Linked DNA regions of Pan paniscus: region 1 is linked to region 2. A link is a contact called in public Hi-C data. All regions are on one chromosome and are shown on one strand. Each heading gives the region's core, a stretch centred on a gene start, on an enhancer-like site or on the middle of the called end of the contact. The rest is flanking DNA. Distances are from core to core; before and after follow the strand shown.

Evidence for each region. Hi-C and Micro-C count contacts between places; a contact is called where the count stands out from the background.
Region 1: a contact with region 2 is called in a Hi-C map of fibroblasts, with 5 times the contacts expected there. The contact joins the promoter of PMM2 here to the promoter of ABAT in region 2. A contact is called at or near these places in 2 of 3 Hi-C or Micro-C datasets (fibroblasts and induced pluripotent stem cells).

The regions. Positions count from the first base shown.
Region 1 is chr18:9,334,053-9,340,035 of NHGRI_mPanPan1-v2.0_pri, reverse strand. PMM2 (phosphomannomutase 2) reads right to left here and starts at 2,979. Exons shown (of 8, transcript XM_003808297.5): 1 at 2,706-2,979. The coding sequence starts at 2,771. It overlaps TMEM186 (transmembrane protein 186), which reads left to right and starts at 2,919. Exons shown (of 2, transcript XM_003808306.5): 1 at 2,919-3,042; 2 at 4,063-5,205. The coding sequence starts at 3,040. The coding sequence ends at 4,701.
Region 2 is chr18:9,199,080-9,205,663 of NHGRI_mPanPan1-v2.0_pri, reverse strand. It overlaps ABAT (4-aminobutyrate aminotransferase), which reads right to left and starts at 3,972. Exons shown (of 20, transcript XM_063597947.1): 1 at 3,847-3,972; 2 at 845-950.

The sequences.
Region 1 (5,983 bases), core at 1,730-4,229, 140 kb before region 2:
TTTTATTGCAATTACCCAAAACAAAACAAAAATGTAAAAGAGTAAGATGACTAGATTTTTTAGTCTCTTCTAAAAGCAAAGCTCCTATCTAGAAAGAGTGGTTTTAGTGGTATAATCTTATGGTAAATTCCAAACTGTGTGATAATTTTAAAAAAGTTATAAACTAAGATGAAAAAATAGCCCTACATTAAGACACATCACAATGTATTTTTACAAGTCTTATAACTCAGCACTTTGAGCAATCTTAGTTGTACATTTACACTGAATGTCTTTTTTTTTTTTTTTTGACACGAAGTCGTGCTCTGTCACCCAGGCTGGAGTGCAATGGTGTGGTCTTGGCTCATTGCAACCTCCACTTCCTGGGTTCAAGCGATTCTCCTGTCTCAGCCTCCCAGGTAGCCAGGATTACAGGCGCCCGCCATCACGCTCGGCTAATTTTTTTGTATTTTTAGTAGAGACCGGGTTTCACCATGTTGGCGAGGCTGGTCTCGAACTCCTGACCTCAAGTGATCCGCCCGCCTCGGCCTCCCCAAGTGCTGGGATTATAGGCATGAGCTACCGTGCCAGGCAGAATATCTTTTTACTAGAAATTTAGAAAATACAAAAAACCATTTAATTCAACCTCAGTATATAAACACTTGGAGTTCAATGATTTTTCTTTAAAAAAATTTTTTAGAGTAATAATGAATGTGATTAAAATTGTACAGAAGGGTTTGTAATAGAGTGCAATCTTTTCTACTCTCACAGTGGAATCTGGACCTATTAGACAAAATCTAGAATTGCAGGAGTGGCCTTTAAAAGTCAGAACACGGTGGCTCACGCCTGTAATCCCAGCACTTTGGGAGGCCGAGGCGGGTGGATCACGACGAGGTCCAGAGATAGAGACCATCCTGGCCAACACGGTGAAACCCCATCTCTACTAAAAATACAAAAATTAGCCGGGCGTGGTGGTGCGCGCCTGTAGTACCAGCTACTTGGTTGCCTGAGGCAGGAGAATTGCTTGAACCTGGGAGGTGGAGGTTGCAGTGAACTGAGATTGGGCCACTACACTCCAGTGTGGTGACAGAGTGAGACTCTGTATTAAAAAAAAAAAAAAGAGTCAGAACTGTGAAAATCAGAAAATCAGAAGCACTTTCCTGAATGGCATACCCAGTGACTAGAACAGCTTCCACCTTAGCACAGATAGGAAATGGCAAACTTGACAGGAACCATTATCCTGAGGCCCAGAGACTTGTACCAGGTTGGCTGTGTGAAACTGAGAAGGTTAGTTCTTCACTGAGTGTGTTTCCTTATGTTTAAAACGGTAATAACAACTATCCTACCTGGGAAGAAAGATGGAGGAAGGTTGAGAGGGTCCAGTGATATCATGAAAAAAGGGTGGCAATATAAACCCTAGACCGCTATGGCCCACAGACCACATTGGGCAGCTGTTTGTTTTTGTAATAAATAAATAAAATTTTATTGGTACACAGCCACTCTGTATTTATATAGGGTTTATGGCTGGTTTTGCACTAAAGTTGAGTGGTTACTATAGACCATATAGTCAGCAAAGACAAAAGTATTTGCTATATGGCCCTTTACAAAAAATGAATTGGGGACCGGAGTTTTAGACCACTATGGGCTTTTAACAAACCCAAGTGTGTGATCACTGAATTTCAGAATCAGAAAAAGCCTTTGAAGAACTTGGGAGTTGAGCGTCATCACTAGGTAGATCAAACCTGTGGCTGAGAAGGGCAAAATGATACGTCTAAGGTCACACGCATTTGACGTGGACTTCTGGAGCACACCATTGTTACCACCAAGCGAAAACTACGAGGGGTGAGGGTAGAAGCTGAGGATAGTGAGACCATTGGGGTCCAGTCTCAAGTTGAAATGGCCAGTGTTCAGTGGCCAATTTCTGAAAAGGGGCCAGGAGAGCCTCACCTCAAAGGCTGATCGTAACTGAAACTTATCTGTGCCTGTAGCAGCAAAATCTGAAAGTGGAAAGCAAGTTTCCAAGGGCCCAAAGAGGCTCTCAGCGGGCAGCCTGTAATAACCTAGGGCTCCTCCATCTTCCTAGTCCATTGCAAGGGCTGGAGATGGGTGTGGTGGAGGTGGCTACTATTTACTGAGGCCTAGTGTGTTGTGTGCAACATATTTTCAAGAACTTACACAATCTCATTTGATCCTCACAGACACCATATGGAACAGGTAACATCCCCATTTAAAGCTGTAGATGTTGAGGCTCAGAGAGGTTAATAACTCGCTGAAGGTCACACAGATGTCAAGAGGTGAAGATGAGGCTCCACTAGGTCGGTTTGACCTGGAAACCTGTTTTTAATATCATGACTCACGGCACAGCCCATTGGTTACAGGATTGGGGCCGGCACATAGCTGATAAGGGGGCCTGATCTTGGGTTGAAATCCTGGTCTATCAGTCCCGAGCACTAGCGGTGAGTCCAGATTACATTTTCCAACCTAGCACAAGTTTCCTGCTCTTAAGAGTTCTTCAGCCCCGTCTCATCTTTCCAAGCACCAGAGCTCTTGAAGAGCTGATTAGGGCCTCCCTCTCATTCCTCCAGGGCACCCAGAATAGGGTTCAGCCCCGTGAGGACGTAGGCGGTCCTTAGCCACCCCTTGGCGCCTACCCTGGGTGGTCGATAGCCCCAACTGGGAACAGCACGGGCTCTGCGTCGGCTGCCAGCAGCCCGCCGGCCGCCACTTACCTGCCGCGGGGCGGTGAGGGTCCCATCCACGTCGAAGAGGCAGAGCGCTGGGCCAGGCGCTGCCATGTCCCCAGTTTCTAGCCGCACCTTACAAGACACGTCGGCACGAGGAACTCGGCCCGGAACTTCCGGGTTCGGCCCCTGAGCCGCAGGGCACGTCGGGAAGAGGAGGGGACTCCGTTCCCATAACCCCTGGGACTAGCGCCAGCCACGATTCCTGGACCGCAACTCCCAGGGTGCAACGCAGATCACGCCCGCCTTGTACATTCGAGCATGCGCTCTTAGAGGTTCCGGGGGCCGGTGGGATTTACTTCCGGCAGCGGGTGGTGGGGCCATGGTAAGGAGGCGGGTGGCGAGCCTTGAGGGGGTGATGCTCTTTGGGGTCGGGGTCAGGGCTGGGGCGGGCAGGCCCGACGCTCGGGTTTCGGACTCGGAGGATCCGTGGGAGGAAGCTCTGGCGTGTGTTACAGTTCGCTTTTCCCGGGCTTTCTCTGCCCTCCTTGGGTCACATGCGCACAGTAGTAATAGCTAAAACTCGCCGAGCTCTCACAGTGCATTAGGTACTAAGTTGAGGACTCTGAAACCATCTTCTGGTTCACTGTGTTCTGAGTCCCCATTTTGAAAGGCGAAGAAACCGAATCTCAGGGGTGTGGAGTAATTTGCTCACAAATTACTGTTGGAGCCAGAATTGGAATAAGAGCTTTTACTGCTTCACTACCCACCTAATAATACCCTTGTGCTACGTGTTGGGGCCTCCCTGCCTCGCTCCTTCTCCTTCTCCGCTGTTTCCCCTTCCCCAGACTAGGCTAAGAGAAAGCAGCAGTTCCCTCCAGCACCCAAGATAGCCTATGAATCAAACAGAGAATTAGAAAGTTTATTGGAATAAATATCTCACAGATTTGTTGCTCGAGTTCCCCACTAAGACATTGATTATTTAGTCTCCTGCTTGGGGAAATGTTCACACCCCCTTGTGGATACATTGTCCAGCCCAGAGGTTGTCCTCCCTAGATATGTTTTGAATTAATGACGGCCGCACCTCCTTTCTTGTATTTATTTGGAATTGCCTGGTGGAAGGAGGACTCTGCTGCACTCACTGACTGTGTGATCTTTGGTAAATATCTTACCCTCTCTGGGCTTAGTTTCCCTAGTGGTAAAGTGGAAATAGTGATAACTATCTTAGATAGCTGTTGTGATGCCCACATGAGATAGCATCTGGCTTTACCCTTCCCTCCTCTGGCAATAACGGTTACCTTGCAGGATTGGCAGAAGCCTTAGAGTATGGTGCTTTGCAGATGTTCGCCGTGTGATTAATGTAGTTGAGTTCCACGAGAGAAATGGTCTACTGTCTCCCTTTCAGGCTGCCCTTCTCCGAGCTGTGCGTAGGTTTCGGGGAAAAGCTGTGTGGGAAAGGCCTCTCCATGGGCTGTGGTGCTGCAGTGGGCAGGAGGATCCTAAGAGGTGGGTGGGCAGCAGTTCACCCATCTCGAAGGAGAAACTACCAAACGCAGAGACTGAGAAATTCTGGATGTTTTACCGTTTTGATGCCATCAGAACGTTCGGGTTCCTGTCACGACTGAAGTTGGCACAGACTGCCCTGACAGTGGTAGCTCTGCCACCAGGCTATTACTTGTACTCCCAGGGCCTCCTCACTCTCAACACCGTGTGCCTCATGAGTGGGATATCGGGCTTTGCCCTGACCATGCTGTGCTGGATGAGCTATTTCTTACGGAGACTGGTTGGTATCCTGTATCTGAATGAGTCTGGCACCACGCTGCGGGTGGCCCATCTGAACTTCTGGGGCTGGCGGCAGGACACATACTGTCCCATGGCAGATGTGATTCCCCTGACAGAAACCAAGGACCGGCCTCAGGAGATGTTCGTGCGTATCCAGCGGTACAGTGGGAAACAGACCTTCTACGTCACCCTGCGCTATGGACGCATCCTGGACAGAGAGCGTTTCACACAGGTGTTTGGGGTACATCAGATGCTCAAGTGAACAACTGGGACCTGGACCTCTGGGTAACCCTGGGTCGCCTGGATTAACAGGAAGGCTGAGGGTGTGGGCAAGGCTGAAGAAAGGGGACTGGGTACTTGGAGACTTTGCCTGGGCCCCTGGGAACATGTGTTTTGTGGTGAATAAATTCACAAGGCAAGAGCTGGTGTACAGGTTTAGGAAAAAGGCTCTAAGCAAGTTCTTACAGCACTTGTTTGTGACATTCAGTCAGATAATGGCCAGAAGTTTTTGTTAAGAGCCAGTTCTTAGAAGAACCTATGCCAAGGTCACCCATAGAGTCCATTGGTGTGAAAGAGAAAGGCAAAGAGGTGTGGCGGGGGAGCATAAGATTTGGAGTCAGAAGTCTCAGTTCTGTCATTTGTCCTGGAGCAGGTTACTGAGTCTCTTTGAAGCTTGGTTTTCACATCTGTAAAATGGAAAGTCCTGCTTGTTTCATGGGATGGGTGTGGGAATAAACAATAAATGTCAAACGTGTGGCAGACTCAACAGCCTACAGCAGATGTTATTAAGCATTTGGTCAGAGGTTTTAGCAGGGAGAAAGGCTTCGAGCAGTCAACAGGGACTTCCAGAGCCCTGCGCTGTGCCCCTCACATATCCAGCGGCAGAAAGGTCTGTCAGGATGTTAACTACACATTGACGAGCAGATGTCCTCCAGGTGGGCACGAAACCCCAGTTGAGATTTGTTCACCACCCAGAGGTCTAGAGGCTCTTGCTTTGGATGGCCCTGCAGTGTAATAAAGCCAAATGGACCGGATGCTGGTATGTTATTTTATAAACTTGAGCCAGTTATATACATTGCCCCGCATAATTAATAATATATGTTCATTATACAATTTGTAACACAGTAAAGAGGAAGGAAGGCATGATCTTTATTATTTTGCCACTCGAAAGTCAATAAGAATGTTTTATCGCTGGGGGCGGTGGCTGACACCTGTAATCCCAGCACATTGGGAGGCCAAGGTGGCGGATCACGAGGTCAGGAGATCGACGCCATCCTCGCTAACAGGGTGAAACCGTGTCTCCACTAAAAAATACAAAAAAATTAGCTGGGCGTGGTGGCAGGTGCCTGTAGTCCCAGCTACTCGGGAGGCTGAGGCAGGACAATGGTGTGAACCTGGGAGGCAGAGTTTGCAGTGAGCCGAGATCACGCCACTGCACTCCAGCCTGGGCGACAGAGTGAGACTCCGTCTCAAAAAAAAAAAAAATTTTTTTTATTGTGTAGCCTTCCATTTTTCTTAACCATACCAAGATACACCTAACAAAT
Region 2 (6,584 bases), core at 2,723-5,222:
CAGGCCCATCAGGGCTCCCACCCAGCTTTCTCGCTCACAGACTGTGGGATCCCTAGTGGGTCCCTCCTCCCCAGGGACCCTCAGTTTCTGTGCCTTTAAAGCAGGGTGATACAGTGAGACGTGCCAGACAACCAAGCAGGTGAGATGATTTTCATTCTGATTTCCTGAGCACCTGGCTCAGGTGCTGGGCTGCTCTAGGGCCCTGGATAAGGATCTTTGCATGAAAGACCTCAATGTCACATGAACACACATGGATCACATGAGATGGGTCCTGGGAAAGAGCTTTAGAGTGGGCTAGACGTGGTGGCTCATGCCTGTCATCCCAGCACTTTGGAAGGCTGAGGTGGGAAGATCACTTGAGCCCAGGAGTTTGATACCAGCCCAGGCAACATAAGGAGACCCCATCTTTACAAAAATACAAAAAATAAATAAATTAGCCTGGTGTGGTGGTATGTGCCTAGGTCCTAGCTACTCGGGAGGCCAAGGTGGGAGCACTGCTTGAGCCTGAGAGGCTGAGGCTGTAGTGAGCCGTGATAGCATCACTGCACTCCAGGCTGGGTGGCAGAGCAAGACCCCATCTCAAAAAAAAAAAAAAATACATAAATAAAATGTAGGCTGGGCGCGGTGGCTCACACCTGTAATCCCAACACTTTGGGAGGCTGGGGCAGGTGGATCACCTGAGGTCAGGAGTTCGAGACCAGCCTGGCCAACATGGTGAAACCCTGTCTCTACTAAAAATACAAAAATTAGCTGGGCATGGTGTCACAGGTGAACAGACAGGTGAACTTACAAAGAAATAGAAAATGCTTGCAAAGAAATAGAAAATGTCTGTGGTCCCACTTACTTGGGAGCCTGAGGCAGGAGAATCGCTTGAGTCCAGGAGCCGGAGGATGCAGTGAGCTGACATCACGCCATTGCACTTCAGCCTGGGAAACAGAGCGAGACTCCATCTAAAAAAAAAAAAAAATTAAAAAACTTAGAATGCACAAGTGTAAGGAAAGAGGAAAGATTATTGCCTAGCCCAGTGGTTATTAACTGGGGCCATCTAGCCACAGCTGGAGACAGTTTTGGTTGTCATGACTGTGGTGGGGGGTGGGAGACAGGGAGGTGCTCCTGGTATCCGGTGGGTAGAGGCCGAGGGGACTGCTGAATGCTCTACAATGCATAGGACAGTATCCTATGACATGGGGTTACTGAGCCCAACACGTTGGCAGTGCTGAGACTGAGAAACCTCACTCTAGTGTAACTCCTCTAGTCTGACAAATGAAACCCAGAAAGGTCTAAGATGATCCAAGGTGTGATCAGCAGACTGACCTTGGGCAAGCTTTAATTTCTCCAAGCCTCAGTTGCTTCATCTGTAAAATGGACGTAAGAATAATAGTACTTACCCCACAGGGCTGTGAAGAGGTTTAGAAGGGATACAGAGTCAGGGCTGGGAAAACACAGGCAGAAAAATAGGAGGAGTGGGAGGACCTCCCCCAGCCTCCAGGTGGGGCCCCCTCTTGATTTTAGCTCTGAACTCTTCCCCAGGTGACCCTCCCACTGGAACATCCAGGTATGTGTTGTCATAGAAACCTTTCAGGGACGGTGCACTCGAGAGCTTGACTGATTTTTTTTCTCCCCAAAATAACCCACCCTGTCAGTCAAGTAACACTTAGGCGAAGTGGTTAGGCAAGTGAGACTGTTTTACCATCATTAACTGTTGAGCAGGCCGCCTACTTGGGGAATTTCCATTCTCCCAAGACAGACAGTTAATAGAAATGCAACAGAGATTAATAATAATAGGGAGATGATGATGATGATGGCATGGCTACCACTTTTTTTTTTTTTTGAGACGGAGTTTTGCTCTTGTCACCCAGGCTGGAGTGCAGTGGTGCAATCTTGGCTCACTGTAACCTCTGCCTCCCGGGTTCAAGTGATTCTCCTACCTCAGCCTCCCAAGTAGCTGATTATAGGCGCTTGCCATCATGCCCTGCTAATTTTTGTATTTTTAGTAGAGATGGGGTTTCACCATGTTGGCCATACTGGTCTCGAACTCCTGACCTCAGGTGATCCACCCGCTTCAGCCTCCCAAAGTGCTGGGGTTACAGGTGTGAGCCACCACGCCTGGTGATGGCTACCATTGTTTGAGCTTTTCTTCCTTGCCCGGTTATATGCTAGGTGCTTGACAGACATTACCAAGTCCAACTTTGAGAAGTAAGTACTAGTAGTGTGTGCATTTTACAGACCAGGATTCTGAGGCTCAGAGAGGTGAGTGTTGGGGCTGGTTTGAGTTCAGATGCCAGGTGCCATGTTCTAACCATCAAGCTTTATTGCCTCTGAGGAACCTCCAGTGGAAAGGGGTGCTGGGGGAAGGCTCTGTTCCTTTTGTCCCTGTCTCCAGGACCCAAACCATCAGCTCCATGCTCTTTCTTGGTGAGCTCTGAAGCTGGAAACTCCACCACCAGTCCATGCATCCCACTGTGAAGGTTGTCACCTTCCTGGTCTAGAAGAAACGCTCCAAAGAAACACCCCCAAGAAACGCTCCCACATGGCTCTAACAGCAGTTGGTTCCTGAAGCCTGAGGCAGGCAGAATAAGACTGTCATCATGTCCCAGCCCTGGCACGTCAAACCCTTCGATCCTTCCAAAGACAATGGCACAGCATAAGCTCCAATCCACAGGGCTCCTGGATTCCTTCAGACAAACAATACTCACCCTGGGCAGGGGTCATGGAAAGAGCTCTGGGTTTCCAATGGAAAGACAGAACTGGTGTTAGATCCCACCTCTTGTTACTTCTTTGCTATTTTTATTTTTAGGGACAGAGTCTCGCTCTATTGCCCAGGCTGGAGTGCAGTGGTGCGGTCACAGTTCACTGTAACCTCAAACTCCTGGGCTCAAACGATTCTCTTGCCTTGGCCTCCTGAGTAGCTGGGACTACAGGCACGTGCCACCACACCCAGCTGATTGTTTTTCTTTTGGTAGAGACAGTCTTGGTATGTTGTCCAGGCTGGTCTTGAACTCCTGGACTCAAGTGATCTTCCCACTTCTGTCTCTTAAAGTATTAGGATTATAGGCGTGAGCCACCATGCCAAGCCCATTCTTGCTACTTCTGAGTTCTGTGACCTCAGACAGCCTCTGTAAAGATTCGAGCCTTAGCTTACGTGTCCCTAAAATGGGTACAGGAGGCTGGGCACAGTGGCTCATGCCTGTAACTCCAGCATTTTGAGAGGCCAAAGTGGGAGGATTGCTTGAGGCCAGGAGTTCGAAATCATCCTGGTCAATATAGTGAGACCCTGTCTCTACAAAAATATAACAATAATAGTGATAAAATAAAATAGAATAAAATGAGTACAAAGTTGTTGGGCAGATAAATGAGATCAATTTTAAGTTCTTTTTTTTTTTTTTTTTTTGAGACGGAGTCTCGCTGTGTCGCCCAGGCTGGAGTGCAGTGGCTCAATCTCGGCTCACTGCAAGCTCAGCCTCCTGGGTTCACGCCATTCTCCTCCTCAGCCTCCGCAGTAGCTGGGACTACAGGCGCCCGCCACCACGCCCGGCTAATATTTTGTGTTTTTAGTAGAGACGAGGTTTCACCATTTTAGCCAGGATGGTCTCGATCTCCTGACCTCGTGATCTGCCCGCCTTGGCCTCCCAAAGTGCTGGGATTACAGGTGTGAGCCACCGCGCCCGGCCAACGGTAATTTCTTAATAAAGGCGGGTTTTATCCGAATTCGGGTTTGGGGCTAGCTGGGTACTGGCGGCTCTCAGAACTCACGTGCTACTGTACAATGTATAGCAGGTTAGTTAGGGTCCCCCGAGAGTCACTGTAGACCCACACTTTGGCATGGCTGCCAGGACTGATGATTACCTTGGATTCCTTTCTGGCACGTCTGGCCCTGGATTCATGAGGCTGGGGCACCACCTTGTGGTGAGAATCCTGCCAGGGGCCAGCAGGGACGCAAGGTGCCTGACGGCCCTGCTTCCCTCAAGCCGCGGAACCTGGGGGAGGAGAACATGACATCCAGACCCTTTGGGAGACTTGAAGCCAAGACCAAACTCATCACCTGTCTTCCCCACTGGTCGGGCCAGAGTCTGGAGCCCTGGTAGCTCTGGGTTTCCGTTCACTCATCCGCTCACCCACTCAGCACAGCTCCTCCTCCTGCTCCTCCTCCTCCCCCTCCTCCTCCTCCCCCTCCTCCTCCCCCTCCCCCTCCTCCTCCTCCTCCTCCTCCTCAAGACTTGCCCACTTGCCGGCCTAATCTCCCCACCTGAAGCAGCGACCGCCCTCATTCACACTCTTCCAGCCCCCGATGGCTCTATTATTCTTTCTAGTACTTACCAACACTGCCAAGGCTATAATTCTCAAACCATTAAAACATAATTATCTTAAAGTCAGTAGTGAGTATGTATTAAAAGTCTTATTTACTTTACTAATGAGGGCCTAGGCACAATGACAAAGCTGGCTCCAATGAGAATTCGAAAAACAGGGATTCTTCTAGGAAGTAGGAAAAATGAGGAGATAAAATTGCCATATTATGCTGGGCGCAGTGGGTCACACCTGTAATCCCAGCACTTTGGGAGGCCGAAGCAGGCGGATCACTTGAGGTCAGGAGTTCGAGACCAGCCTGGCCAACATGGTGAAATCCCCATCTCTACTAAAAAAAAATACAAAAATTAGCCAGGTGTGGTGGTGTGCGCTTGTAGTTCCAGCTTGGGAGGCTGAGGCACGAGAATTGCTTGAATCCAGAGGGCGGAGGCTGCAGTGAGCTGAGATCGCACCACTGCACTCCAGCCTGGGCAACAGAGCGAGACTCCATCTCAAAACAAACAAACAAAAAAACAAAAACAAAACCAAAAACAGGCCATGTTACACATAAAGTCAGTTAATGTCCTACAGGGCAAAATCACTGTACCCCTTGGGGTGATCTTCCTACTAGACAGAAGAGAAAAGCATCACATGATTTCAGTTCAACAGAAATGAAAAATGTGGCCAGATGTGGTGGCTCACACTTATAATCCTAGCATTTTGTGAGGCTGAGGTGGGAGGATGGCTTGTGCTCAGGAGTTTGAGACCAGCCTGGGCAACATAGTGAGACCCTGTCTCTACAAGAAATACAAAAAATTAGCTGGGTATGGTGACTTGTGCCTGTAATCCCAGCTACTTGGGGGCGCTGAGGTGGGAGGATCGCTTGAGCCCGGGAGGTCGAGGCTGCAGTGAGCCAAGACTGCGCCACTGCACTCCAGCCTGGGTAACAAGGTAAGACGCTGTCTGGAAAAAAAAAAAAAAGCGAAGTCCTTGCACCCTAATCAATTTAATCAATTGTATACACAAGTGCTGCACTGTCCTGATGGCTCTAGCACGCAGTCACCTTTTTGCCTCACTTGTAGCTTTTGGACTGTGGTTCTTTACACTACCTGACATTATATTTTGCATTTATTTGTTTATTGCACGTTGCCTCCTCTAGAATGTAGGCTCCGTGAGGGCAGACAGGTGTAATGCCTGGCTCCCTGCTGCCTCCCAATACCTCATAAATATCCAGCATGTGGACACTCCTTGGTAGATATTTGCAGAATGGCTGGGAGGGTCAGGCTGGGCAATTCATATGATGCCAGCTCTGTCATTCCAGGACTCATGATCTGGTGAAGGATGGATGATTATCATACCAAGTTTTTTTTGTTCGTTTTTTTTTTTTTTCCTCATTCTGTTGCCCAGGCTAGGGTACAGTGGCGCAATCTTGGCTCACTGCAACCTCTGACTCCCAGGTTCAAGCAATTCTCCCTTCTTAGCCTCACAAGTAGCTGGGACTACAGGGGCACACCACTGTGCCCAACTAATTTTTGTATTTTTAGTACAGATGGGGTTTCACCATGTTGGCCAGGCTGGTCTCGAACTCCTGACCTCAAGTTATCTGCCCACCTCGGCCTCCCAAAGTGCTGGGATTACAGGTGTGAGCCAGCGTGCCTGGCTGATTATCACACCAAGTTTTAAATGGGCTGTGGACACCGGGGAAGGCTTTGTGGAAGAAGGGGCAGGGGAGAGGGGCTGGGTGGGTGGTTTCAGAGGGTGAGGAGGGGTTGCATTAAGGCACATGGCCAAGAGAGTGGTGCATTCCAGGAGTGGGGAGGATTCAATATGGTGGATGAGATAGGGCTGGGAAGGGAGGCAGGGGCCAGGCCTTGGAGGGCCTTGTGGGCCCTACAAAGGGATTTGGGCTTTGTGCAATGACCTCCCAGAGTGGGTGTCTACAGTAGAGCCTTGACTTGCACTCTGGTCAAATCTGGACTGAAAAGCCAAGTCCCCGCCCTCACAAAGACGGAGATATGTTCATAGCAGGAAGATCTTTCGGTATATTTACATGCTGGAGAGTAAATATTTTCAAAGATCCCTCACAGCAGCTCAGGATATCCTTCTGACCGATGCCAAGTATTCACCTGAGGATATGAGGCATACCATGTCCACCTAGCTCTTCTGGAGCCGAGGAGCAACCGGGCTTCAGCCGAGATCTTTGAGATTGAGCCTGGGGACTTCCTCCCCATTCCCTGTCTCCTTCAGCTTCGCAGTGGCTTGTAATGTTTCTTTACCATGGGGTGCACATTTCTGAGACT